Regions from separate parts of the Mus musculus genome. Here region 2 is linked to region 1. The links are chromatin contacts, called in public Hi-C maps. All regions are on one chromosome and are shown on one strand. The core of a region is the stretch at or near the end of the contact, and the rest is flanking DNA. Distances in the headings are between cores, read along the strand shown.

Region 1 (2,576 bases), core at 42-2,541:
TTCAAACATGTTTGATTCTGTCCTCCGCTGAGGGAGAGAAAGAAATCCAAGCAAACAGCAGGAGGCCCCACTGTTTCATATACCGCCAGCGGAGTGTGGGGTAAGCCTTGCTACAAGGCTGTCTGTTAATAATTTGCATACATGCTTTAAGGATGTAGTGCGGGGGCTGAGTGCTTTCCTAGAATGCAGAAGGTCCTGTGTTCAAGTCCAAACACTTCGTGGATAGTGGGCTCCTATGATCCTAACACTTGGGATGTGGAGGCAGGGGGATTAGAGAGTCGAGACCATCCTTAGCTATGGAGTGAGTTTGAAGCAATTCTGGCTACATGAGATCTTGCCTCAATAATGATAATATTTATTAGTAGTAGTTAAATCATTATTTGTGTTTATACAGCCAGCCCTTCACTGCAGGCGTGTCCAAGGGCCTTTCTACTATGAGCATGGGACATGGCCGCAGCGCCATTTCCGTGTTTTCTCTAAAACCCAGGCTAAATGGATGGCCCGTTCTTAAGGGGCTGCACGTGATCAATAACATTCAATTATGACCATAGATCCCATCGCAAATGGGACGTTCAGTTCAGCATCTCAAAAATCTGTTCTTTTCTTTTCCCTTTCTCTAGGACAGCACCCCAACACACACACACACACACACACACACACACACACACACTTGGAGACTTTGGCCAACAATTTAGTTAACTGTCAACCAAAGCACGTAGTCAATTTCAGTATAGGTCTCCTGCCCAGGAGCAGTCAGCTGACAAATGAACTCAAGAGGGTTTTTTGCCCCATTTTGCTTGCTTGCTTTCTTTCTTCCTTTCTTCCTTCCTTCCTTCCTTCCTTCCTTTCTTTCTTTCTTTCTTTCTTTCTTTCTCTCTTTTCTTGTGGGTTGTGTGCGTGCGTTTCTTTTTGTCTTGTCTCGTTTTTTGTTTAAAGACAGAGAAAAGAACATAAAGTCAGAAGGGTAGGGGGATTCGAAGGATCTGGGAGGGGTTGAGGGAGAGGAGAGAAACTGTCAAAATATATGTGCAATTTTTTTTTTAAGAAAAGAAGAAAAGGGTAGAAACAAAAACAACAAAACAAAATAAAAATGAAGACCTAAGATGCACCGCGGTAAGAGGAGCCCCTCGGGCGGGAAGCCTGCCCCGGGGGATGGGCTTCCATTCAGAAACTGCTCAGGTGGAGCGAGGCTCTGGCCTGAAGACTCCTGTTCGCCTACAGGCTCTCATCAGTTCTTTCCCAGCAAAGAGCCGCTGTGCGCGGGCAACACCCACTAGTTCTTTCGATCAACAGCGCCCCTTACTGGCTAGTGCACTACAAACTCACGGACTTCTTGGACTCCATCACAGTCTTACCCCAACAACTAGCAAATGAGTCCCTTTCTTCCTGAAACTTTAAACACACAGAACCGGTGGAGGCGATCTTGCGATCCTAGCTCCAGGGTCCTAGCCACCCCTCTGCCTTATCGATCTCAGCAGAGCCAGGTTTCTCTTTGGGAGGCTGGTCCTCAGAGGAGCTGTGTCTCCTGGGAAACCAATAAACTACAGATAACACTGTGATCACAGCAGATCTGGCAGTATCCCAGAAGGAAAATCTGCTCCTCTGTGAGCTAGAGGGACTTGAATTCTAAGTATGGCATGGGGCAGTAACTAAAAAACAGATGCACTGGGCTTTTTAAAATGCTTTTCTGGGGTTTCCCACAAAACCCCTTTATTCGTGTGCAGAGGAGCTCGGTCCTGGCTGGCTACAGGTTGTGTTTGAGTTATTTTAGGCGAGGGGGTGTCGCAGAGGGAGACAGACTTGGAGGTGGAGGGAATTTATTTTGGTAGAGGTACTTTATTTTGCTCTCTTGCCTGGGAGGACCTGTCTCCCTTGGGTAATTTAAAGTTTGTTAAGAACCTTGGAATTCCTCGGAGGGAGGAGCGCCATTGCAAATAAAATAAAGAGGTCACAGGCAGAGAGATGGAGACAAAGGTGACCCCAGGCAGTGCCTCTGGGTTCTGGGCATTTGACAGTGGGGTTGGCTAAGGTCTTTAGGCAGCTAAGGAAGTTGCCTCTCCTAACCTTGCTCTTATTCCAATATTTGTTATGTGCCTGGATGTGTAATATTTCTTGTCCCCAGCACCATGCTGGAATGTTTCTATATGTTGGTTGATACATTTAATCTTCACACAGCCACCAGAAGACTACTTTTGAATCCAACCCATATGTGTCTAACTAAAAAAAAATGTATCACGCTCACCCAGCTTTCTCCCCCCGCCCCCACTTGGGAAATGAGTTAGATGAATTGATCGTTCTGAGCCAAGCTTCCTAGACCCAATGATGTGGCCAGTATATTGACCCCTAGTCTCAAGTCAGCAATGGCTGTTCTCTCAGGGTGTCTTCCCTTTGCCTTGCCCAGAAAGTCTCTGTGGCACTCTGTCCCTCTTCTTCCCGACGCTTTCCTGTCTCTCAAACACAGACAGTCTGGACTGTCAACTTGGTGTTCCTGGCAGGAAGAAACCCACACTCTGTATTTTAAAGGTTCCTGGTAATGTCTAGCTAAACACTCAGAACACTGGAGACTGTGCACGCCA
Region 2 (2,576 bases), core at 23-2,522, 38 kb after region 1:
CCCATTGGGGCACCTTGTTTGCAGTCACCTCTTGCTTTAGGTACCACTGGTGTTTGTAGTGTGCCATTGCGGGGGGGGGGGGGGGGGACGGCGTTTGCGGTGACCTCAGTAACATGCAGTGAGTTAAAGCCAGAGTCGCTGAGGGGAGCTAGGGCCGGAACTGGAGGCAGGGATCTGGAGCGGGAGCTGATGCAGAGGCCGTGGAGGGTGCTGCTTGCTGGCTTGCTTCCTGTCGCTTTCTTAGCCTGCTTTCCTATAGAACCCAGGACCGCCTGCATAGGGCTACAGCACCCACAATGAGCTGTGCCCTCCCACATTGATCACTAGTTAAGAAAATACCCCACAGACTCATTCATAGGTCCATGTGGCAGAGGTGTTGTCTGAGGTGCCCTCTTCCCAGTTGACTCCAGCTGGTGTCAAGCTGACCAAAACCTAACAAGTACGTCGGAGTAAATACCCCATAAAAGAGGTGGAGCTCAGATTCTGCTCATGTCTATACAGTTGTACTGTCAGTTCCTAGTGGGGTTCACTGTGTGAATAGCAGAGGTCTCAGGGCCTTAGGGCCATTTCTATCACCAGGCCTGCTACCTGGGGGCCCCTTCCAAAGCCCGTATGCTACCTTATGTGTGAGTAGTTACACAGAGATTTTAACTATTTTGACTTGACCTACACTTTAAGGACAACAATATAGTGTTTCATACCATCCATAGTGGTGACTTTTCCCTCGTTCAAATGTGTGAAAATATATAGATTACCCATTTAATCACAAATATATTAAAATTCTAATAAGTGTGGCTTGAACCTGGCTTGTAATTGAGACTTAGAGGCAAGAAGTTCAACAACTTAATTATTTTGAAATATCACCAGTGTGTCAGATGATCCACTCTGTTTCCAAGTTGTTTGGTTGGTGTGTGTGTGTGTGAGAGAGAGAGAGAGATCGACAGAGAGACAGACAGAGACAGAGAGAGAGAGAGAGAGAGAGAGAGAGAGAGAGAGAGAGAGAGAGAGAGAGAATTTAGGATCAGAATAAACTGTCACGGTAGGGAAATTTTATGTGTGCAGAAAATGTATGCACCAGGACTCCTATGTCTAGCTTTGCCTCTGCTGGGAACCTGTCGTATGACTTTGTGCAAGGGTGTTTCATTTGTGCCTTTTAATCTCTGTGTCTCGCTCCGCTCCACCATCACCTGTTGCAGACACAACAAGTCAACATCCTCCCGGCAGGTTTTCTGGCTTCCACCCTTTTCCTTGAGAAATGGCGCCACCTTCTGGCTATAGAGGTCATAACATCTGCCCATGGAAAAATCTAACATCGCAGTAGCTTTTGTCTACATGACACAAGACAACCATTGAGAAGAGGGAACCCCAACTGAGGAATTGTTTGCATCATACTGGTCTGCAGACAAGTCTATAGGAACATTTCTAAAACTTTAATCGATAACTGATATGGGAGGGTCAAGTGAGTGATAGCTGACCACCCCTGGGCTGGTGGTCCTGGGTTGTGTAAGAAAGCAGACTGAGCAAGCCAGTAAGCTCCACCATGGCTTATGCCATGTTCCTGACCCCAGCTTCATCCCTGCCTCGAGCATCTGCCTTGGGAACCCCCGATGATGGGGTGTATCCTATAAACCAAATAAACATTCCCTCACCAAGTTACTTCTGCTGGCGCTGTTAATTATGGCCACAGAACCAGTCCAAAGCTACACAAAATTGTTTTATTAAAATATTACAGCATTCCTTGGGAGTGACTTTCCACGCTTTACAATAATAGAAACCTGGCACACAGGCCCAGACTGAGTAGAGCTGACTCAAGCTTGCACACGCCTCCTGTAGATAGATGTCCCTCCTCCACAGACAGGACAGGAGCAGCCAAAACGGCCAGGGCTTTGCTCTGAAGTAAGATCTACGCACTGAAAACAGCCTTATCTTTGCCAGCCATGCTCAGCAGCCACACCCTGAGTCACTGGCTAATGCTGTATGATGTAAGGGTTTGTAACTAGGTGCCGCTGAAATGGAGGGATGACTCCTTCTGCACAGAGAACACATATAACTCCCCCTTCAATGATACCCCAAACTCATAGACCTGGTTGGTTAGGAAAGGAAGCACATGGGCTCCGTGGGGGAAATGACATCGTTTCCCGCTCATCAGTGAGGAAAGAAGGCAGCAAGCATCTCTTGTCCGTGTTGGAGGGGCTTAGGAGGTCTGTTTCACATTCATGACCACACACACTTAGGTAACCTGGGAAAGAAATGGGGGCTTCTGTTCTTTGATTCCTCCATTCCATTTTACATAATTCTGGAACGTAAATAACACACACATACACATGCACACGCACGCATGCATGCACGCACATATGAAGAAAGCATGGTGCTGGACCCAGCATGCTGCTGTAGCAACCTGCCAAGCAAGACGTGCTCACTGCTGCGATAACAGCAAGCCTCTAATGTGGGAGCCAACTACTCCCTGAGTGCACTTAAGGCCTGTTTCACAGAATGGAATCCCATGTCTGTTACTGTAATGCTGGCCAGAGGTCCAGGGCTAGAGAGGTCATAGAGTGGAGCCTAGTATTGTTATT

What was found. A called contact is a pair of places that touch in the nucleus more often than the background predicts.
Region 2: a Hi-C map of neural progenitor cells shows a contact between it and region 1, with 6 times the contacts expected there. The contact joins two enhancer-like sites. A contact is called at or near these places in 16 of 39 promoter capture datasets (the 3T3-L1 cell line, the HPC-7 cell line, cranial neural crest and 11 more), 1 of 15 datasets of contacts at CTCF or cohesin (stem cell-derived epiblast-like cells), 33 of 484 Hi-C or Micro-C datasets (B cells, the BV-2 cell line, LSK cells and 20 more) and 5 of 115 datasets of contacts at active chromatin or transcription factors (astrocytes, embryonic stem cells, neural stem cells and 2 more).

What each region holds. Positions count from the first base shown.
Region 1 is chr16:91,313,035-91,315,610 of GRCm38.p6, forward strand. No RefSeq gene overlaps it. Among named protein-coding and RNA genes, the nearest start is that of Olig1, 45 kb to the left of the region's middle. Within about 2 kb of position 1,292, at least 19 of the 459 cell types and tissues checked have an H3K27ac peak or open chromatin away from gene starts, as enhancers often do. A contact at or near this core is called in neural progenitor cells and neural stem cells, where this site is marked.
Region 2 is chr16:91,350,984-91,353,559 of GRCm38.p6, forward strand. No RefSeq gene overlaps it. Among named protein-coding and RNA genes, the nearest start is that of Ifnar2, 21 kb to the right of the region's middle. Within about 2 kb of position 1,273, at least 67 of the 459 cell types and tissues checked have an H3K27ac peak or open chromatin away from gene starts, as enhancers often do. A contact at or near this core is called in neural progenitor cells and neural stem cells, where this site is marked.